Regions from separate parts of the Mus musculus genome. Here regions 2, 3, 4, 5, 6 and 7 are each linked to region 1. A link is a contact called in public HiCAR-type, HiChIP or PLAC-seq and promoter capture Hi-C data. All regions are on one chromosome and are shown on one strand. Each heading gives the region's core, a stretch centred on a gene start, on an enhancer-like site or on the middle of the called end of the contact. The rest is flanking DNA. Distances are from core to core; before and after follow the strand shown.

Evidence for each region. Promoter capture Hi-C pulls out the DNA fragments that hold promoters and counts their contacts. HiCAR-type assays count read pairs that join an accessible place to other places. HiChIP or PLAC-seq counts read pairs in DNA pulled down with a chosen protein or histone mark.
Region 2: a contact with region 1 is called in a promoter capture Hi-C map of hippocampal neurons, with 10 times the contacts expected there. The contact joins the promoter of Pla2g12a here to the promoter of Ostc in region 1. A contact is called at or near these places in 16 of 39 promoter capture datasets (the 3T3-L1 cell line, 3T3-L1-derived adipocytes, the C10 cell line and 10 more), 8 of 484 Hi-C or Micro-C datasets (B cells, the G1E-ER4 cell line, bone marrow-derived macrophages and 3 more), 18 of 115 datasets of contacts at active chromatin or transcription factors (bone marrow-derived macrophages, differentiating embryonic stem cells, double positive thymocytes and 13 more) and 4 of 9 other capture datasets (adipose tissue, embryonic stem cells, liver and 1 more).
Region 3: a HiCAR-type map of astrocytes shows a contact between it and region 1, with 2.7 times the contacts expected there. The contact joins the promoter of Sgms2 here to the promoter of Ostc in region 1. A contact is called at or near these places in 3 of 115 datasets of contacts at active chromatin or transcription factors (astrocytes, double positive thymocytes and extraembryonic endoderm stem cells).
Region 4: a promoter capture Hi-C map of liver shows a contact between it and region 1, with 3 times the contacts expected there. The contact joins the enhancer-like site here to the promoter of Ostc in region 1. A contact is called at or near these places in 13 of 39 promoter capture datasets (the 3T3-L1 cell line, 3T3-L1-derived adipocytes, the C10 cell line and 8 more), 1 of 15 datasets of contacts at CTCF or cohesin (large pre-B cells), 5 of 484 Hi-C or Micro-C datasets (the G1E-ER4 cell line, bone marrow-derived macrophages, cortical neurons and 2 more), 10 of 115 datasets of contacts at active chromatin or transcription factors (bone marrow-derived macrophages, craniofacial prominence, embryonic hindbrain and 4 more) and 4 of 9 other capture datasets (adipose tissue, embryonic stem cells, liver and 1 more).
Region 5: an H3K4me3 HiChIP or PLAC-seq map of bone marrow-derived macrophages shows a contact between it and region 1, with 9 times the contacts expected there. The contact joins the promoter of Mcub here to the promoter of Ostc in region 1. A contact is called at or near these places in 11 of 39 promoter capture datasets (the 3T3-L1 cell line, the HPC-7 cell line, cranial neural crest and 7 more), 5 of 484 Hi-C or Micro-C datasets (CD4 T cells, Th1 cells, cerebellar granule neurons and 2 more), 12 of 115 datasets of contacts at active chromatin or transcription factors (astrocytes, bone marrow-derived macrophages, embryonic forebrain and 6 more) and 2 of 9 other capture datasets (adipose tissue and embryonic stem cells).
Region 6: a promoter capture Hi-C map of liver shows a contact between it and region 1, with 2.7 times the contacts expected there. The contact joins the enhancer-like site here to the promoter of Ostc in region 1. A contact is called at or near these places in 11 of 39 promoter capture datasets (the 3T3-L1 cell line, 3T3-L1-derived adipocytes, the C10 cell line and 6 more), 5 of 484 Hi-C or Micro-C datasets (the G1E-ER4 cell line, cortical neurons, embryonic fibroblasts and 2 more) and 8 of 115 datasets of contacts at active chromatin or transcription factors (bone marrow-derived macrophages, craniofacial prominence, differentiating embryonic stem cells and 3 more).
Region 7: a contact with region 1 is called in a promoter capture Hi-C map of hippocampal neurons, with 3 times the contacts expected there. The contact joins the enhancer-like site here to the promoter of Ostc in region 1. A contact is called at or near these places in 8 of 39 promoter capture datasets (the 3T3-L1 cell line, 3T3-L1-derived adipocytes, the C10 cell line and 4 more), 1 of 484 Hi-C or Micro-C datasets (embryonic fibroblasts) and 6 of 115 datasets of contacts at active chromatin or transcription factors (differentiating embryonic stem cells, embryonic stem cells, memory CD8 T cells and 1 more).

Annotation. Positions count from the first base shown.
Region 1 is chr3:130,707,986-130,710,978 of GRCm38.p6, forward strand. Ostc (oligosaccharyltransferase complex subunit (non-catalytic)) reads right to left here and starts at 1,459. Exons shown (of 4, transcript NM_025509.3): 1 at 1,252-1,459. The coding sequence starts at 1,390.
Region 2 is chr3:129,877,080-129,880,072 of GRCm38.p6, forward strand. It overlaps Pla2g12a (phospholipase A2, group XIIA), which reads left to right and starts at 1,527. Exons shown (of 4, transcript NM_023196.4): 1 at 1,527-1,856. The coding sequence starts at 1,640.
Region 3 is chr3:131,488,839-131,491,831 of GRCm38.p6, forward strand. It overlaps Sgms2 (sphingomyelin synthase 2), which reads right to left and starts at 1,392. Exons shown (of 6, transcript NM_001379585.1): 1 at 1,252-1,392. Gm36753 (a long non-coding RNA gene) reads left to right here and starts at 1,678. Exons shown (of 5, transcript XR_003954556.1): 1 at 1,678-2,208; 2 at 2,727-2,993.
Region 4 is chr3:129,929,085-129,932,077 of GRCm38.p6, forward strand. All of the region lies in intron 3 of Mcub (mitochondrial calcium uniporter dominant negative beta subunit), which reads right to left. Among named protein-coding and RNA genes, the nearest start is that of Gm40151, 17 kb to the right of the region's middle. Within about 2 kb of position 1,562, at least 26 of the 459 cell types and tissues checked have an H3K27ac peak or open chromatin away from gene starts, as enhancers often do. A contact at or near this core is called in liver, where this site is marked.
Region 5 is chr3:129,968,810-129,971,802 of GRCm38.p6, forward strand. It overlaps Mcub (mitochondrial calcium uniporter dominant negative beta subunit), which reads right to left and starts at 1,397. Exons shown (of 8, transcript NM_025779.3): 1 at 1,141-1,397. The coding sequence starts at 1,266.
Region 6 is chr3:130,003,014-130,006,006 of GRCm38.p6, forward strand. It overlaps Sec24b (Sec24 related gene family, member B (S. cerevisiae)), which reads right to left. Exons shown (of 24, transcript NM_207209.3): 8 at 1,981-2,083; 9 at 1-53. Among named protein-coding and RNA genes, the nearest start is that of Mcub, 34 kb to the left of the region's middle. Within about 2 kb of position 1,603, at least 15 of the 459 cell types and tissues checked have an H3K27ac peak or open chromatin away from gene starts, as enhancers often do.
Region 7 is chr3:130,024,749-130,027,741 of GRCm38.p6, forward strand. The region is part of intron 3 of Sec24b (Sec24 related gene family, member B (S. cerevisiae)); the gene reads right to left. Among named protein-coding and RNA genes, the nearest start is that of Sec24b, 35 kb to the right of the region's middle. Within about 2 kb of position 1,598, at least 9 of the 459 cell types and tissues checked have an H3K27ac peak or open chromatin away from gene starts, as enhancers often do. A contact at or near this core is called in hippocampal neurons, where this site is marked.

The DNA.
Region 1 (2,993 bases), core at 209-2,708:
CCAGCACCACGTCTGCCTGCACACGACTGCCATGCTTCTCGCCATGCTGAGAAGAAGCCATTCCAGAAGCCAAACGGTAAATGTACAAAATGCGCCCTTCCATTTTGACCCAGTGGTTGGGGCAGCGAAATTCCCCCCAAACCCCATTCTAAAACCACCAAAACTGTGGCCCAATAGAAAGCTGAGGCTTCTCACAAAAACTGTCTCCAAAGGAAGCAAAAGTCAAGAAACAAGCTGGCAAGAATGAACACTAAGTTCTTAAAGCCCAAGGCATTAGGTGTCATATTCACGATTCACTGTGCTGAGCAAAAGTGAATGTTAACGCCACACACACCAGGTAATGTCTTTTTTTTTTTTTTTCTTAAACAACAACAACAATGTTTAAAGTGGCCTTTAGCATTTCCGTTAATGTGCACTCCGTAGAATGCCAACTCTACAGTTAAATACTGTCTTCTACCTCTTCAAATATGCCAAGTAGCCTCAGAAAGCAGTTAAGCAATAGCAATATGTCTACACACACCCTAAAAAAAGTTGAACCACTTTTGCTAACCAAAAATCTTTTTAATTTTCTGAATTAAGTAGTACACTACTTCCTAAATTCCTGAAGCCCAGTCCTGGATACATCCTGGAACTGTCGCTCCAAAGGGTGCTCTAGAGCCTGCAGACGGACTGCCAACTCACCAATAGGCAAAGCCACACCCCTCTGCATTTTCCACTTAAGGGATTTGGTGACAGATATCTAAAAAGCACTGCTTCCCTTCTATTTTCTGAGTCCCATTTTCTGCCCTCTGAGATACACCATCTTTTTGCAAGCCTCAATTCCAATCTCACGTATTTCTCAAAAAAACCGTGGCTTCGGTAAGTTCCCTTCTCATTCCTGTGATTTGACATAAAGCAATCCAAGCCCCTGGGGTCTGAACTAACAAACTCAAAGGTTATCAGATCTCTTCCACGATTTCAGGGTCCTCACGATTAGTTTAATAAAAGTCCCACACTCTCTCGACCAACCAAGGAAACACAGTGATTCAAAAATGATGTTCCCAAGACCCTGGTCAAACAATGCACAGCAAGAAATAACAACTAGCTGGACTTGACAATTATATCCAACTCAGCGCTCGAAGGAAAAAGCGGGCAGAGAGGAGACCATCTCTTTCCAGTGAAAGGCGTGAGCCTACGGGGCCCGGCTCGGGGGCCACGCGCCTCCGGAGCGAGCAGCCTGCGCGCCCACCCGACCCATCACGGCCGAGTTACCTCCGGTAATGAGGAAGTAAGATACCACTACCAGGGCGTACACCGTCATAGCCGACGGCATGTGCACCCAGGGCGGTTTCTTCAGCTTCAGGTTGGGGCATTCGAGCACTAAGAATGGGACTCGGTACAGAGTCTCCATGTCCCCGGCGGTAGGGCCAGCCCTCTGGCCTCCAGCCTCCCGCACCGCCCGGAAACACGCCCGCCTACTGCGCATGCGTAAGCCGAGGACCACAGGTCTGTAGAAGTCAGAAGGAGACAAGATATTCACTGTAGAAAGAAAGAAATTGCACTAACCTGATAAATAATATACATATTTAAAAATAAATAATAATGGTCGTTTTTAGGCTTGAGTGTGGGTTAGAAGCTTTTTTCTTACTGAGAGATCATTGTTTATTATATACCTTCCAGGACCTGCAAGGCGTCCTACGTGGCCAAGCCACAGAAGCGGAGAGATTAGCATCCCCACTGCCCCGCCCACTTGCTGACGCCACCTACTTGAGAGCTGATTGGCTGCTGGAAACTCTTAAGTTCATAGAGCTGGAGGATGAATGAAAGTTTAGATGTGTGCTCCCTTTTAGTATTGGAGGTCTCCCCTCGGGGCTTTAAAAAGCTCTAATTCGCTGAGCTTTTTCTTCATGCTGTATAGCGACGCTAATTGGCAGTAATTGCCAAAGTAGTATGGGCTTTATAAAAAATAATAATAATAAATGAATAAAACCCACACAGTCCATGTCAACCACAAACTGTGACAGAACAAATATTACTTTAAACCATTTTCAGTCACGCCTGAGTTAGTAAAAATCACCCAGGCCAAAAATCTTGAAGTCATTCTGGTTTCTCACCTTAATTACCTGCTTAGTAGGGCGCCGGCTTCAGCACCATAAATACTAAAATTGGAACGGAAAATCCTGCCACCTGGCTACTTCAGGTGTCTTCCTGCCAAGGTATCAAATGTAAATAAGAAAGGACTTTACTAGCTAGAGACAGTAATCCTGATCAATCAAGGAAATAACGGGCTATTATAAAACAGCAAGGAGGGGGGAAATGTTTTTGGAATACAGAAGCTCCGCTGCAGTGCCTCTTATCGTTCCCGTATCCTATGATAAAAAGCTTAAGCAACATAACAAGCCAATGGGGGTAGAAATGTTAGTGGCTTGGACCATTCAGATTTTAAAATTTGAGCCACAGCAGGAGTTAAGGAACTAAAATCATCTACTGTTAGTTTTACTATAAGCAACAGAAATATGAAGTGTGAACTGGCGATGAATATATTTTTTTTCAAAAACATACAATATGGATATCATGTCAAGCTGTGTCATACCATGCTTGTATTTCATTAACTCACAAAGCTGGAGTACCGCCGGGCAGTGGTGGCACACACCTTTAATCCCAGCACTTGGGAGGCAGAGGCAGACAGATTTCTGAGTTTGAGGACAGCCTGGTCTACAGAGTGAGTTCCAGGACAGCTGAGGCTATACAGAGAAACCCTGTCTCAAAAAACCATTAAAAAAATAAATAAATAAAAAGCTGGAGTAACATTGCCCAGATCCTTCTCACTGCATAATTATTTTGGTTTTCTTTTTTTTCTCTCTCTCTCTTTTTTAAAAAGGTGCCAGGATCAAAATTAGTGCTACAAATATGCTAGGCTGAGTTAAAACTCTGAAACGTTTTTAATTAGAAGAAACATCATTAGTTTTAAGAGACAGTATTTTTTTTAAACTACGGTCATTATTTCTAAAACT
Region 2 (2,993 bases), core at 277-2,776, 830 kb before region 1:
AGCCACACACAGGATGGAGAGCAGCTCCGTGTCCTGGTACCCATAGTGCATCAGAGAAAAGGACAAGCTGGGTGTGGCCTCGTGCCCAAGACTTGAAACCACTGAAGAATTAAAGTTGAAATGGGAGGCAGGGAGGAAGAGGCAGGGGAGGGTGGAGGGCTGACATGAGATATGGAAGACAGGAGATCCCAGACTGTTCCAAGGGAGACTGAAGAAGACAGAAGCCACCTTGGGGAAGGAGAATGCCCCTGGTTCTAGATGGGTCAAGGAAAGAAAATACAGTGTCTGGGGACAAAACTGATGACGACAGGGTACCAGGGAGGGGGATCTGAGTCTGTGGCAATGGTGAGATTTTATTTTAATTATGAGGTGACTGCTGTGGCCATGGATGGCAGATCATAAAGAGAAGTGAGGAACTGAATCCGGTTTAACCAGTCGTGTTATTGCATCCGTGTGCAATAGACGAGAAAAGGTGCCAAAGAATCTGGCATTTGAGAACGTAATCCCCAGAGAGAGACACGCGGCAACCCGTGTCCTCAGAGCACAGGTTATTGTTAAGGTAAAAGACATACATTCAGCAAGATGTAAATGTGTAAAGAAATAGAAAAGAGAGAGGCTTGGCGCCAAGATCCTAGCACTTGAGAGGATAGTGTGTTCAAGGCAAGTTGGAGGGCAGCCTGGGCTACAGGCCAAGACTCTGTCTCAGAAAAATTAACTGAGGGCTGGTCCCAGGTAACCTTACCGCATTTGTCCCGCTTCGGAAGACACACTCCTGCCTCCCTTTCCTCTGCCTAGTCGGTGATTAGCTTTTTCTCTACAGTATTTAGAATTTTAAGGAGGGATAACTGCCAACTTCTCCTTCCTTAGAATTAGAAGCAATGGAGGAAGTGCTCTGGCAGATTGAGCAGAGTTCCATCTTCAACAATCCTCCAGACCATGCTGCGCTGCTAGGACTGCGGCTGATCATAGGGTTCCCACAAGAACCCAGGAGGCAAATCCAGGCTTGGTAGGGTGCAAGGCCAGCCCGTGTTCAAACAGTTTTCTACGCTGGACCCCAGGCCTTGTCCAGTAAAGGCTGGGACTGCGGAGCCCAAGGGAGGCTGTGCTACTGGAGTCGTTCTAAATTATGGTGTCTCGGTAAACAGGAGAGCTTTGTAAAACAAGCAAGCAAACAAACCTCACTAGGAGCTGGGAGGCGGTGGCGCACGCCTTTAATCCCAGCAGGCGGATCTCTTGAGTTCGAGGCCAACCTGGTCTAGGTGAGTTCCAGGACAGCCAGGGCTACACAGAGACCCAGTCTTGAAAAACAATACAAAAAACAAACAAAACAAAACAAAACCAATTCACTGTGGTGTTGAACCAAAGCAATGACTATGTCTAGGGCATTGGCAAGGCGTTTTTAAGACTCCATAGAGGCAGGACCGTAAGCTACGGGAGCGTTCCGGAGACCACGTGGGCAATGAGGCTCCCACGCTCGGGCGCATGCGCACTGTGGGCAGCGGCGCGCGTGCCCGGGCGGGCCCACCGTTCGGCGCAGCTCAGTGACGGGGCGCGAGCTCGCGAGCGCGGAGGAGGCCGGGGGCCTGAGCCGGAGCCGGAGCGCGCGCCGCTGCCCAGCCCCGCCGCGCCGGCCCCGCAGATGGTGACTCCGCGGCCCGCGCCCGCCCGGAGCCCCGCGCTCCTCCTCCTCCTGCTGCTGGCCACTGCGCGTGGGCAGGAACAGGACCAGACCACCGACTGGAGGGCCACCCTCAAGACCATCCGCAACGGCATCCACAAGATAGACACGTACCTCAACGCCGCGCTGGACCTGCTGGGCGGGGAGGACGGGCTCTGCCAGTACAAGTGCAGCGACGGTGAGCCGCGACAAGGGGGCGCGGGGTGGCAGGGGGTTGGAGGCGGGACAGTCCCCGGAGGCTGGGGGGTTGGGGGGAAATGCGAGAATCCGAGCCAGGCAAGTGGATGGGGACGGGTATGAAGCGAGAAAATAAAGGGACTGGTGCCAGGCAGGGGGATGTGTGTGTGTGGAGTGTGGAACAGGTAGATGAACAAGTGTGGAGCAGGTGGATGGGGCACAAGTGGGGGGCTAGAAGATGGAGGGGTACGTGTGGGGCAGGTTGTGGGGCGGGGGACACTTGCGGAGCAGGGGGGCGGGGACAGGGAAGCGGGATGGAAGGACGAGTGCGGGACAGGGGGATTAGGGGAACAGACGCCAGACAGGCATTGACTGCGTCCTCGGGTGTGGAAAGAATGAGCAGCGCTTGGAGCGTGCTGTCCTTGGGATTGAGCAAGCTGGGAACAAATGTGAGAGGTCACCTGAGTGCGCGCTCTGCACTCTGCTCTCCTTTGCATCTGAGCTTCTCGCCCTCTCTCCCCGCCATTGCACAAAGTTGCCTAAGAACTTTCTGATGTACGGGGCGGGGTGGGGGTGGGGGGCGGGAAAGGTGGGAGGGAAGTGGGACAGACTGAGTTTAGCACGTGCGGTCATGCACAGGCGCGCGCACACACATCATGTAATTGGTTCAGCTAAACATAGAAAGCCAAACGACAATTTAAAAGCCATCAGTTGGTGTTAAGTGCCATTTTGTTTGTTTACCTGCAAAGCTAGGTAAAATAAATTGTGGCTTTTGTATAGATTTCTGATGTACTTGGTTTTTGAGGGAGGTATACTGCATTGAAAAAGTTCCCTAACTTCTGGAAAACAATCTAAGACTTGCAGTTTTGTCTTGATTTGATTTTTGAGACAGGGTCTCAGGTAGCCCATGCTGGCATTGAAGTTGGTATGTAGCTGAGACTGACCTTAAACTCCTGTTCCTTGGCCACCCAGGTTTTGGATGACAGACACAAGCCATCTTGTCCGCCTTGTAGCTTTCTTGGGTATCACTGGCCTCTCTTCCTTATTCTCTGTCAATATTAGAGTTTGTCTGCTCATTCCTTTCATTGTTTTTAAACATTCTGTTTGAATCTGAGAACTTGTTTCATGGCAGCGTGAA
Region 3 (2,993 bases), core at 142-2,641, 780 kb after region 1:
AACAAAAATGAACTTTGCTTGCTTCTAGGAAAGGAGAGGAGAGGAGAGGAGAGGAGAGGAGAGGAGAGGAGAGGAGAGGAGAGGAGAGGAGAGGAGAGGAGAGGAGAGGAAGAAATGGTAAAGAGTTCGCTACAAATACCTTCTGCAGAGTCCAGGCCTCTCATTCTCTGTGTGTCCAGCTGCTTTGATGTCTCTTAAACATTTAGTAGCTCCCAGGACAGAGGGTGGGGACAAAACCTTCTTAGGTATCCACCTGCAACGTTTAACTTCCTGGAAACCTCCCTTCCCACTCTAAGGGAGTAGACAACAATATTTCACGTGCTAACCTGGGCCCGCCAGATCTGTCAGAAGGAAGCTGGCATTTACCTAAGCCAACTGGAACTTGCTATTATTTACAGGTCAAGAGTTAAAATTTATTGAAGTTTGCTTTGATGAAAGAGGTTTACGTTCAGACTTTTGTACTTTCCAGCCTTAATTACTAACCTCATTAATCCTTACTTAATCGTTGCTATTGTCTAAGGTAGTCCTAATGCCATTTTTACCTGTTCGGGATGGTTAACATAACCGAGGTGAAACCAAAGAACTGAACAGTTAAAGGATTCAAAGTTCACGCGAACACACTGACAAAAAGAGTTGAGCCTCTTCAGTATTTCAAACACATGTCAAAATAATTTAAGGTCATTTTAGAAATAAGCAAGTCTTGGAAATAGAGGAACGGCGGATTAATAAAAGATTACAGGATATAGCATTTGAACTATTTGCTTCTGAGACAGAACGATCACCGGACCCACAGATTGTGACGGGGTAAGGTCCACTCCCACCTCTCTGTGCTGACAAATCGAATCTCCCTTCCTTAAGGGGCGCGGGTCTGAACGCCAAAGGTCCTGTTGGGCAGCCTGGAGCTGGTCTTGTGCACAGCTTGTCAGCGTGTGGCAGCCTCTCCTCCACCACTCGAACTTCAACCCTGACCCCCCAGAGCGGCACTGCACAATCTACGGTTTAACCTGTGCCATTTCAACACCATCACCAAGTATCCGAAAATGGGTCGCAAATGAATGAGCAGCAGGCTGGGAGGAGAGACAGCCACCAGCTGACCCCCAGCAGATGAAAACTGAGCAAGGATGCCCGGGGCGGGGCGGCCTGTGGGGAGGCGGTGGCGACCAGAGCCACGTCCCCCACTGGAGCCACGTCCCCGCGCGCTCCGCAGGACGCGCAGCCCGCAGCCCATCCTCCTCCCGGCCCGGCGCTCACCGCTCGCAGCCGGTGCTCGCACGCCGGGGGCGCTCGCTGGGCGCAGAGGACCCGGGGGACCGGGCCCGAGAGCTGCAAACTTTGCGCGGGTCTCGCCCGCATAGGTAGCCGCTCCGCCCCAGGCCGCAGTCCGGGCGCCGCAGCGGGCCGGGCTCCGGGCGGCTCCGGCGGCGCCGAGGGCGGGGTCTCCGGCCGGCGGAGCCCGGGGCAGCGCGCAGCTCTGTTTACCGCGGGCCCGCCCTCCTCCCCAGCCCGCGCCCTGACATCATTCATTCTCGCACTCTCGCCAGCCCTCTCCTGCTCCCAGCCGTGACTCACCCCGGGCCCGAGGCTCCCGCGGGCTCCCGCGACTCCCGGCGACCGAGTCTCTCCGGACGCCTAGCCGAGCTCGAAAAACCGGTGCGACTTCTTCGGGGAGGCGATCCCAGCTGGCCGACCGACCCTCCCTCCCCTCTGCGGCCCTACAAGATGCGGCGAAGGAGGGGCTTGGCAGGCAGCACGAGGTGGCTCCCGGCCGCAGGCTGAGCGCAGAGCCGGGCAGACCTCCCTGAACGCGGGCGGGGATCAATCTGGGAAAGTTCTCTAGGTGCCGCTCCCAGCAACTTTCAGGGGTGGGGCAGGGAAGGGATAAGCCACCTCCGCACCTCCTCGGGTTTCGGAAACTGCTTCCTAATAACGACGTGTGCGGGCCAGGGGCACCCGCTGACTCAAGGGGTGGTGCCCCGCCTAGGTCGAGGGGGTAGGTTTCCAAACATCACAAGACCGCTTGGCGAGGTTAGTCACCACGGGCCTGGTGGCACCTCTAGGTGAGCTGGAAGGGTGCTTGTTCCCGGTTAGTGAGACTAATGATGCTACCCACCTTGTCATTTGCTCCGTTAGGTGAATTGCGTCCTGGCAAGGATGAGAAACCGGAACCAGAATGACTCTGAAAGAGTGACTCTCCACTTAAATGAACCTGTGCGTTTCTGTTGCCTTGGGGCACAAGTGTCCATATGTGTGTGTGCCCCCCAACCCCCATCCCCGGCCCCGGCTGATCTTACCAATTAGGTTGCAGGAAGGGTTGCTTCTGTCTAAAAATGGCCAAGGATCAGCATTTCTTTGGAGTCGTTTCCACACCTTGTAGCAGTTTTCAGTCAACCACGGTCGTTTTGGAGGGTGTCACTAGGCATCCAGGCAGCTGGCTAAACCTCCAATGAGTTTAATTGATAGAAATGCTTTTTATTGCATTGCCTACTTCCCTTCTGGTTTTAAGTTTGAACGTGTAGGATTGTACAGACTGTCCTATGGGAGTTAACATAATCCACAAAAACAACAATAAGCATTTCTGGTGTTTTGTGTGGGTATCATTTGTGTCAATAATCATTAAACCCAATGGCAGCAAAATAGAACTTTGGAGGGGAGGTGCCAAGGTGGCAGGTCACAGATGATGTCACAATCCAGAAGTTTAAGTTAACCTCTCCTGCAATTAACCACAGGTTAGACTTCATTGTGGGGAGCGCACTTGTTTTCAAGTTACAGAAAGGTAGGAACCCAGAAAAGAGCATCAACAAATAAATTTGTTTTCCTTGGGTTTATTTTTCCTTTGCAATGAGGAGTTCCTTTTTACTTTTACAAAACCTAGGCATTTTGCCCAGAAGGCAATAGAAATGGATTGGCTTGCTAGCATGCTGACCAAGTAAATAGAAATTTGAACTAACATTTTTTCCCCCCCAGACAACCACAGATGTAATTCAGAAGTTTAG
Region 4 (2,993 bases), core at 312-2,811, 780 kb before region 1:
GGTAAAATTGAAATAGGGACTGGTTAGAATACAAGAAGGGGTTTAAATAAAACAACAGCAACAAGGAATTGTTTTAAGACAAAAACTTTAGGGTCATAAACCACATAGAATCTAAATATAGAATCAATAACTATCAAATGTGGCTTTATCATTAAAAGAAAAATAGCGTCAACTGCGACATCATGACGGAACTTCTCCCTTGCATCCAGACATGACAAAGTATTCCTTGTTAAATCACCCCAAGGGTTAATCCTTTGTACCCCATCCCCCAGATGTTGTCTAAAGACCACAAGGTGTAACTCTCTTGGGACGTCCCTCCTGAGTGTGTACTTCCTAAAACGAAACTTCCTAATCCCCAACCTTGTCTCATCTCTGAATTCTTACCCTGAAGATGAAGGTTCTAGAAACACATGGTAGAGGTCTCTGCCTGGTCTCTGTATCTCTCAGGCCTCCTCACCCTTAACCCACCAGTAATGACGCTAGCATCAGATGTTCATATTCCTGAAGGCTCACTAGCCCTTGACTTAACTCCATTTGGCTCACTACCGGCATCATTCCATGGCACCTCTTCCTCTAGAGCCAATGAAGGTTCAAAGTAAAGTTACACTTTCCAAGTTCTCGTCATGACAGTGCTATTAGCTCTCAGTCTAGCAATATTTCCTAGTTGCTGTCTAGCTTTGCAGCTGGTATTTGTAGAAACTTGTCCCAAGACTTGGTGCTTGTTCAAGCTTACAATTATATTGTCTGATATATATATATGTATATGTATATGTATATGTATATGTATATGTATGTATATGTATATGTATATGTATATGTATATGTATATGTATATGTATATGTATATGTATATGTATATGTATATGTATATGTATATGTATATGTATATGTATATGTATATGTATATGTATATGTATATGTATATACACACACATATATATATGTATACATATATATACACATATATACATATATATACATGTATACACATATACATATAGTAATATATGTTTTATATGTGATATATCACATACACATATATTAATATATTATAAATATATAATGAATATAAATATATATGTTTTATACATGATATATATCACATATACATATATATACACACATATACATATCTTCTGGCCCCCTGAATTTCAGTTTAGGAATGTTTCAGGCACGTGGGGATCATCATGGGAGAAGGAAGTTTCCTGGAAAGTTTTAACCTCAAGGTGCTTTGCACCAAGTCTTACACAGTCTATTTTAAAACCAAAACCCACAAGGCTTTGACGTAGGCCAGGTGTTAAGAAAGCAAACTCACTGTGCGGTACGTGGGAAACCAGTGCTGAGCAGGGAGTGCTCTCTTCTCCAGAACAGCCCACACATAATTCTGTGAAATCTACTCTAGGAAAGTTCTGGAAGTGTGTTTCTTCCTGCCCAGGTGTCTGCTCATATATTCAGCTGAAGCCATCTCAGCTACAGTAACCAGTGTGCCCCAGTAAGGCTGTTCTCACAACAGAGAAGCTGGCTGGCTGCCTCCTAGCTCTACCGTCCCAGGAGGCAGTTAGTCAAGTCTGCAGCTGGGTCTGTGGCTAGAATCTAGCTGTCTGGGCTCCTCCTGTACAATTGGGTAAGACCATGTTCCCAGGAATTGGCAAAAAAAAAAAAAAAAAAAAAAGGGAAAAACGAAAAAGAAAAAAAAAGGGGCAGATGTACGGCAGTTTCAGAACACACTTTTCAAGTGCAAACTAAACACAGGCAAATTCCACCCCTGTCCTATTTGCTTAAGAACAACAAACAAACCATAAAACAAACAAAAACCCAGCAACACAATGATGTTTTTAATCTGATTTCCCAAGTATCATTAAAAAAAATACATTTAGATGACTTCAATAAAGTATTTTTCAACTCAATTTAGAGTCCCATTTCCTTAGAGAAAAGTTTCTGTCTTCCGTGTGCTGTGTTTTCAACGTTATTGAAGTATTTTGAGGAAATGTCAGCCATTTTTAATCCATCAATCTTACCCACTTTTCTTCACTAATGTATGGGATATTTATGTGAAGGCCCTGCTCGTTTTGACCCCATCTGAGGTCTGGGTATGCATCTGTCTGTTGCCAATTCCCAGGACAGGCAGGAAAGCCCAGGGTTACCATTGCTCCTGTGTCTGAGTTACTGAGAAACCCATTGTGGCCACAGGTAGGAAGAAAGCTCACCTCCAGGCCCTTAGAACAACCAAGAGCCCCTTTCAACCTGCTCAACCTCATCTGAGAATTGTTCCTCCTCCAGCCTTTGCTGCTTGACTATGCCCAATGCAAGGCCTCTCACCTGGAGTTCCTCAGAACTGCAAGCCCCTCTCATCTCCTCCAGGTCCCCCCATCTCCTCCAGATCCCCCCATCTCCTCCAGGTCCCCCCATCTCCTCCAGGTCCTCTCATCTCCTCCAGGTCCCCCCATCTCCTCCAGGTCCCCCCATCTCCTCCAGGTCCTCTCATCTCCTCCAGGTCTCCCCATTTCCTCCAGGTCCCCTCATCTCCTCCAGGTTCCCTCATCTCTTCCAGGTCCCCACATCTCCTCCAGGTCCCCTCATTTCCTCCAGGTCCCCACATTTCCTCCAGGTTTCCCCCATCTCCTCCAGGTTTCCCCCATCTCCTCCAGGTCCCCCCATCTCCTCCAGGTTCCCCCATCTCCTCCAGGTCCCCCCCATTTCCTCCAGGTCCCCTCATCTCCTCCAGGTCCCCACCATCTCCTCTAGGTCCCCCATTTCCTCCAGGTCCCCCCATCTCCTCCAGGTCCCCCCATTTCCTCCAGGTCCCCCCATTTCCTCCAGGTCCCCTCATCTCCTCCAGGTCCCCACCATCTCCTCTAGGTCCCCTCATATCCTCCAAGTCCCCCCATATCCTCCAGGTTCCCCCATTTCCTCCAGGTCCCCTCATCTCCTCCAGGTCCCCTCATCTCCTCCAGGTCTCCCCATTTCCTCCAGGTCCCCTCATCTCCTCCAGG
Region 5 (2,993 bases), core at 147-2,646, 740 kb before region 1:
TTGTTTGGCTCCATTCTCAACACTTCGAAATTGTCAAATGAGCTTTCTAGTCAGCACTGTTTAATTATCACTGTGTTTCTGTGGTGTGAGGCAAAGAAAGGAGTGAGTAGTTAAGAGTGTTCGGAATGCCTTTGTCTCTGAGAGGTAAACCTTAAAGTACTATTTTTAGAGAACTTTTCTGAAACCACTTCACTGAGTTTGCCCACAATAAGTTTTAAGGAGTTTGCCTTAGGTAGAAGTGTCAAAATGGACGTTTCTGCTTGCTTTCAAACATTTAACAAAAGTGTTCCTTTAAGCATTGAAATATTTCTTTTATCGGTGTAAATTCTGGGGCATTAAGACTATACTTGGGGGGCAGAATCCAAGGATTGGGGCACTGGGGCAGTCGAGCCGGAAAGATACAGGAACTGAAAGCGATGGAGCTGACACAGCTCCGTTCTCACTGCAGTGAGAGATAGTAAATATGTTCATATATCGCTCTCCCTTTAGCAGTCTGAAAGCTAACCCAGTAATTGAGGTGTGGGCAGACTCAGCTCCAGTCCCAGCCCCAAGCAGCCTCGGGTCCCTTTCCCCTGGCCCCCTTTGTATCATGAAGCTAGTAAACTCAGCACGTTCCCGCTCTTCTTCCTTTTCTGTGCCCATCCACACCTCTTCCCTCCTCCTCGAGGTTCCACACAGGCCATGACACAAACTGTGCCCGCCTAACTGTTACAGCACACACTTCTGATTCACCACTGACTCGGGTTTACATGTAACGAAAGGGAGGGGCTCCGGGTTTGGAGGAGGGGCAAGACAGGGTCCTGGGCCAGTCCACCCTGGAAGACAGCATCCCAGGTTACAGCCCACCCCGATGACAGCCACCCTCCGATGACACAGCCCACCAAGCTCTCGCGGCCTCCCCTCCACCCCGGCGACTACAGACCGCAGGACACAGCGGTGGGGTCAGCGGGCTGCGCTCCCGGGAGATGCGCCCCGCGCTGGCCGCTCCTGGCCTGTCTCCCCCACAGCCCCGGGACAAGTCGCCCGCGGCCACCACCTGTCGGGGTGCGGAGCAGCACGCAGGGAACTGCTTTCACTCCTGCCGAACTTGCCCAACGCAAACTTTCCACCCGAGGCTCCCGAGCCTGCGCCGCGCCTTACCTGGGGTGTGGATGGCAGCTCCCTGGGATCCCCGCGGCCGCGGGCTCGGATCGTCCGCAGCAGCTGCCACCGACCCAGACATAGCCCGCTCGGGAGCATCCTCCTGCCGGACAGAGCTCCTGGCATTAACGACGCATCCTCATCCGGCTGCTATAGCCCAGCCCGCTGTGGGCTCTGCCCGCCCCGCCGACTGGGGCGGCGACAGGAGGGTGTGTCCCCGCTTTGACTTCGCTTGGTGCACACCCGGGCTCCAGGCTGGGTATTTTTCCTCCGACAAAAAAAGAAACATTTTTTTTTCTCTCTCTTTAAAAAAGCGCAAACGAGTGGCGAACTTCTTCCTGGCTCCCTCACATACGTCTTGAGAAAGGAAAGAGGAGCTGGACTCACACCATGCAGCTGTTGATGTCAAAACCCAACAGAAGCCAGGACCGGAAGTAGTGAGGCTTGCTTGGGACCTCAGATTTGGGAACGCAGGCCGATGATTGGGAGTTCAAGGCCACCATCCACTAAAAAGTTGGAGTACACTCTGAGCTACCCCAAACCCTGCCACAACATGAACCAAAACTCCAGGGCTCTGAGGAAAGGACTGGGAGCTGGGAGCTGAAAGGTCCCTGGAAATTGCGCTCCTTTGCCCGGCTGGAAAGAGGAAGAAAAATGAGTTTGCCAAAGCTCCACCTCCAGGTGGGCTCCAAGGCTTGGGATGAGCCTCTCCTGGGCCTCAGATCACTGGCAAAGTCAGCCCAGGACTCTAGATGCTCCAGAGATTTGTAGTTCATTACAGGCTGGCCCAAGTCCAGACACTGGGAAATTTTCTTCCACAGCAAAGCTTGCTTCTCTTTGGGGGGCACATGAAAGGACCCTGCTCCCCGAGGGGCAGGAGTTAAGCATTGCGAAATCACTGTTAAAACCGCTATTAGCGTTAACGATCAGTTCTGTAGGCTCGCATTGTAAGCACTCTCAATGCTCAATGCTCGACGCTCGCTTTCCTGTAAATGGCAAACATGTGGGGGTGGGGAGGCAATTTGGCTTCCTAATTGGCAGCTGTTAGGCTTCCCCTGATTCCTGGCTGCCTCGAGCCAAAGGACTGTCAGTCAAACACTCTGCCATTCTGAGCGCAGCACAGATGCCTTGAGGAAACTACAGGATGGTGATCAAAGCTCCCAAGGTTACAGCCCCAGCCTGGAGTGTTTCAGTTTACACAGGGCGGTTTTGCTATCACATGCCCTGTCACTATTTCTAACCAGCCCAGAAGAGAAGCATTTTACCTGGCAGCTCAAAAGTTACAGTTGTTGTCTTTGGTGTGAACACAAACCATCTGTGTGAGAGTTTTGCTGTGATTGGTACACTATCCCCCGCCCCACCCCCACCCCCGCCCGCCCCTCTAGCCATGTAATCCCAGTGTTTGGCTGGTTGGTAAGCTAGCTGCGGAGGCACCATTGCGTTTCCCTGCTCTGGTGTTACAACCTTAGATCCAATAGAAGGCTTCTCCAGGTCAGTGGTAATGATGCACTTTAATTCCAGTAATCAGGAGGCAGAAACAAGAGGACCTTAGTTTGTAAGTTCAAGGCCAGCCGGGACTCTATAATAGGTTCCAAGCCAGTCGAGGCTACATAGTGAGAATCTGTCCCAAAATTTAAAAAAAGAAAAAGAAAGTCACCTACACAATTTTCTTAGTTAGGGTTTCTATTGTTGCAATAAAACAACATGACCAAAAGCAAGTTGAGAAGGAAAGGGTTTTTTTTTTTTGGGGGGTGGGGTGGGCGCGGGGGTGTTATACTTCCTAATTGTAGTCCATTATTGTAGGAAGTCAGGACAGAAATTCAGACAGATGTAAACCTGTAGGCAGGAGCTGA
Region 6 (2,993 bases), core at 353-2,852, 700 kb before region 1:
GTCCGACAGGACCGGCACCTCACGATGGTGTTTGAGGTTATCACTGGCAATTGCTACAAGACAAAGTAGAGACACTGCTGCAGCACAAAGACCCCAGGGCAATCAGGACACAAACACGCCCACTGCACGTACAAGACAATGGGTGTGCCATTCAACCTAGTGACGTGGGTGCTTAGCAAGAGGAGCAGCTATCACTCCCCACAGAGGTAAGCCACATAGTATAAACAGTCAGGAGCTGACCAAACGGCCTGGTGAGCTGAGAAAACAGCGTCAGGACTTCTCGGCCTGACTCGAGAAACAGCAAAGGATGGCACTCAGGTTGAAAGGAAGCTGTGCCCTCTGCAGCATGTCTGCCCCTGGGACCAGGCAGAGGAGGCTGCTGTCCAGCTGACTGTCATCCCACAGCAGCCGAGAACAGAAAACACACCCTACACTCAGTTTGGAAAAGAACTTTATAGTTGGTCAATTTAGAAACTATAAAACACATTAAAACGCCATATACTGTTCTATGCCCCTTAACCCATCCGTTACCATTTTACATGCTTCATTTGGGATTTAAAAATCAACACCAAATTTCTGTATTTAATGTCCTGCACTATTATCTTATCATAGAAACAGCCATATGTCACTTGTGAGGAACAAGTGGAAAATAAAATTAACTAAAAATGAAAAAAATTAAAGTGCACATAATTCTAGACCCCATAAGATGTCACTATTGACTCTCAGGTGCACATTCTAGAAGTGTCGTATGTGGGGTCTGTACTTAAAGAAAGACCCTTAGCAGCAGGCACAGTCACATCTGCCTATAACCCCAGCAGTCGGGGCAGAATCAGGTGGGTTTATGTGAGTTTATAATCAGTCTGGGCTACATAGTGAGACCCTGCCCCCCTCACCCCCAAAAAACAAAAACAAAAACACAAAAAGGAGAAAAACTCTCAGCTATGCATGGAAGAGTTAACTGTCTTAGTTTAATGATGAAGGTTATAATAGTGTTTAAATTGCATAGTATTCGTTAAATGACTAAATTCCCAGAACTGGCCATGTGTTATCATTATTTTCTATTCACTGATACTTTCCACCCAGCCTAACAGGTGGACCCGGAAAAAAAAAATGTGACAGAAAAATGCAGCTTAAGTACAAATGCCTCCCGCTAAATTCTTTTCTAAATTTAAATTTTTTATTTTTAATTTTTTTGGCTAAACAGGCTATTTTGTCAGCTACTGCTAACATTATCTACATGAAATGCCAAAAAAGATGTGCTAGAGTCTAGCAAAGTGGCTCTTAACTGAAAACACACTGGAGACGTAAGCAACTGCTGCCATTCAGCAGACTTGGCATTTGTAGACTTCCCCCTCGGTCACAAGGTTATTTAATTTCAATCAGGGAATTTCCCACTCTACCTGGACATAGCAGATTAACAAAAGACTCTTGAAGTTTGAGCATCGGCCCTAGTGGCAAACTCAGTTCAACGTGAGGCCCAGACTTTCTTACAGACGCCTCTACTAACTACACCCACAGGGGCTCACACGGACTGCTCCCCACACTGTGCTTAGTGCTCCATGTCAGTGAGGCAGCACACAGCTGTAGTTCACATCTGTCCCACTCGGGAGGAGACCCAGGCTGTGGCCAGCGCTCAATGGCACCCGGCACAAAGCAGCTACTCAGCGGACAAGTGTTGACTCAAATCTTACAGAAACAGTAACTGTTAAAAGAAAGGTATTACATTTATTTATTTCTGTTCTGCATGTTCCACGGGATGTGGGAATGTGTGGGGGTGTGCTAGCCATAGCCTGAACATGGAGGTCAGAGGGCAACTTCTGGGAGTTGGCTCTTTGCTTCCACCACGTGGGCCCTGGGGACCAATCACCAACCCAGAAATGATTATTGCAACTCTAATCAAAGACAAGCACCCTTAGGAAACAGAGTAATCTGGATACCTTACACATGTATCCGAACCTAAATACGTAAAATGTTCTTTACCGTCAGGTCTCTGAAGGGATGCAACAGCAATCCTAAAGGAAGCTTAGCTTTATTCAGTAAAGCCTGTGTCTGGGGGATACTGGTCAAGGTACATCGAAACGAGCTGAAAAGACACAAACATGCAGTATGTTAGTAGCCATGATAACCGTACCCTCAAAGAGCTGAGTGTCAACTACTTAGGCAGGTTACCACAGCTATTCGCAGAAAGGAAATTACTCAACCAGGCATGTACAAGACAGCTATCAAAAGACCAAGGACCCCACATTTCACTGTTGAAAAGTGCAACATACACTCTAAATGTAACAGTGAGCTCACTGGACGGCATAAGCAGGAGCTAGAGACACCACTGAAGGAGCCCTGTTCCCCACGCCGTCTCCAGCTTACCTCATCTTCCCCTCTGACCTCACTCTCACCACAAGACTCTCACCCAGCTGCCACTTCTTCAGGAGCCCTGGCCCTAAGCCCCACTATCTGAGCGGTGGCCTCTACCTGGGCTCTGAGGCACAGTCCTACTGGGCTCAGCAGCAAGGACAGGGAGCTGCAGCTGCAGGCTTGATCCCTGAACAGCTTGCTTGCTGCCTCACTACGCCCTGCAGGGCAGAAGCTTGGACCATTTTCCCAGGGGCACTGTGGGTGGTCTCTCCCCAGTCTCCTGACATCCATCCATCCTCCTTAGCAGCATGCAGGAAGTTCTTGGGTTCCACAGAGCTCTGGAGAGCTGTTTTGTGGGCTGCCTTACTCACAACTCAAGGCATCCAGGAACTGTTTACTGACTCAAGGATGGACCCTGTGTGGATGTGCTATTACCACAGGCTCCAGTGTTCTCATAATCTGAAAATATGAAGCCAAGAAGGCTCCACCCAAAATGTGTTGAGCGAATACAGGATGCTCAGGTTTCAGATGATGTAGTGTTTCAGGCTTCCCAGATAATGCCAACCAAAGCAGCCCAGGAGAACAACCCACAAGCTGCGAGCTTTAGAGAAAGGGTCTTCAGCCTGAATCCCTTACCTGAT
Region 7 (2,993 bases), core at 348-2,847, 680 kb before region 1:
GGTCTCTGTAAGGGAGCAGTCTCAGCTGTAAATATCCAGGAGGAAGAAGCTGTAGGTAGGAGGAGGAGGAAGCTGCAGTTGGGAGGAAGAAGCTGCAGTTGCTGCTTTCTGTACACACTGTCAACATTCGTGCTTGGACCAGGGGAAGGCTTTGGCCCTGAGCCTGACCCGGAAAAGGCCTTGCCATGTCCATGGATCTGAGGCACTGGGTCCTTGACATGGCCGTGCTCATGTCAGACAACACACAATTCACTTAGGCCTTCCTTTGCTCCCCACATCTCCCCCTTTCTTATTTCTTAGATGTTCACGAAGACTCTCCGTGCTTAGTCCAGAGGTGGTTCGCTGAAATGCTCAACACCAGACTGTAAGAAGGAGAAGAGGGAAGAACATAACAGCTGCTGTGCCCAACAAAGTGAAAGGAATGTTTAACAGGTTCAACAGACGGAAGACTGAAGCTTGTCAAGGACTGTTTTCTGACAGTAATAGTAGAGCCAATCTTACATAAGCCTCCTCCATTCCTCAGGTGCTGACATAACTGGCTCAAATACACACTATCATGTATCCAAACAGCCGGGGTGGGCCTCGGCTCGTTCCCCAATCATATCTGCTCTTGCTATAGATCTAAGGGGCTGCTCTCACACATGCCAGTATTCATCTGTGTGACATTAAATTCTGTCTAAATTTAAGAGCTGTAGCTCACCACCAATAGCTGAAGAGAGCCCACTAGAACTCCGGGTAGTTAAAGAAGTACTCTCTCAAACAAAGGATGCCTTTAGTATAAACAGGTGTGGAAAGATGTGACCAAGCCACTGAGTGAAAAAGCGATGGCCTGGGGATGTATGTCCAGTAGGCTTTTCCCCTGACTGGACTTACCTGAATGGATATGATTACCAGACACATCAGAAATATAGCTGCAGGGTTATTTCCCAACCCCAGGCCTCGTGCTCCCTCCTCCGACATTTGCATCAGCCTTTTTATTTGACCCCACGTTGGTGGTGTCGCCCTCCTTGAAGTTTGTGCAGGAGGCCTCCTCCTTGGAGACCGCTCGATTGGCTTCAAGGGCCACACTTTCGGTTTCTCTGTGGGCTCCAGTCTCAGCCTCTTCACACCTGCAACCAGGAACTTCACTGCATCCAAAGCTCTTTAGGTGCCTTGAAGGTACCCAAAGTGGCTGTTCCTCACCTTCAGGGAAGACACAAGAATACCCTCTTCCCCACATTAGCAAGGGGACAGGCCAAACCACTTTCCTGTCACCTCAGGTTTTATTTCCCTGTTCTCTGGCAACCAGTACCATTCTGTTAATGTCATCTTTGCACAATTAAAACTTAGTGTAAATGAAGCCCTGTTTAGAGACTCAGTAGGAGCAGAGATTTTACCCTTTTTGCTTTTCTAACTGTTGCTTGATCCACCTGTGGGGTCTTTCTATGTTCCCCTGTCCCTGAGGAATGCCCATGTTGTGAGCTATTTTGTGTTGAACACATTAGTTTTTTAATGCAGAAAAGCTATAAGCAGGAACACTGTCTACCTATGTGCTGTGGATGGCCCATCCCAGCAAATCCAAGAAGGCAACGAGCAACAGCATGCTGGCTGGCAGCCTCCCTGTGCGAGCAGGGCACAAACAATATGAGAACAGCTATCAACAGACACACGCACCAACTGTACACTGCCAAAGGAGACGACATGAAGAAAGAACAGCAGCCATCTGCCAGACAGCACTAGGACATAACATAACAGGGTCAGGGCCGTCACGCGACAGGCTGGAAAGGACCACTGTGGGCATATCGCGTTAGCCTCGCCTGCTCTCAGAAAATGGCAAGTGTCTTTTGTAAAAAAGGGGGGGAGGGGTGATGACACAAAGCATGACTATTATGGATTTTTTTTTTTTTAATCAAGGCAGGCTGCACAGCAAGAGGGAATTGGAGCAAGGACCCTGAGACCAAGATGTCGGCCATGCATTACCAACCAGCCAGTGGTCTGGGGAAAGCTATATGTGGCCACATATGGCCAACATAGCAAGGACTCTGACGTGGAAGCAAGAGTTCCAGGAGCTGATGGAAAAGATGGTATACCTTCTGATCTGGTGCCTGACCAATGTAGGCCATCTCTAAGGCTTGCCATACTCCTACTATGTAAGAGTATAGGCTGCAAATATTGACAGAGGGAAAGGCAAAATAATCTAAAACTATGCAAACTGCAGAGTTAACTCACTGAGTATACTGTGCATGGTACTTCAGAACCCAAGGAAGAGTGGTGGAGTGGTAGGGGCTGTAACATCGTCAGGAGCGTGTGTAAACAGGTTAGCTAAAACAAGGGGCTAAGACTGTGTGCCTTCAGGAAAAGCAACCCCATGAGTCAGGTACAGTATACTACCTTGGATGGTGGAAGCCGAGAATCAAGCTGGCCAGAATAATCAGCCAATGAATGCTGCTAGACATTGAATTGCTGCCCGAGCCAGTGCTGCCGACCTCCTGAGTGAGACATACCTTACTTCTAGAGCTTTACCTAGCATTCCTATAGTATGTTTGAGTCCCTTTGAAATAAAATTTGCCACCAAATCATAGCAAAGGTTCAAAACCCTAGATAAGGAATGCCCTAAATGCAACTATTTCAGAATGCTCTGCAGTGGCCAGAGTGCCCCAGTAGGGATCATGGATGGTTTTAGGATTGCTAGTGAAAAGGCGTGGCTGGGTCCTATATATGTACTTGGACACAGCCACTTCCATACAGCTAGGGTCATCCTATCCTCAAAAGTAACTGGCATGGAAAAGAGTGATCAGTGTCTCCGTCTAAGTTCTTGGGTAATAAGCTTAAGTGCTGAGCCAATCTATATCTCCCAGCTGTTCCCAAAATCATTAGAGTTTTGAAAAAAAATCCCTGTGAATTTCTAGTTTTTGAGGGTGTACAGTATGCTCCCCTATAATTTTATCTAGGTATTGGAGTGGAGATACCTTCTGAATCTTTTCTGGAGCAATTTGAAGACACCCAGATCTAAA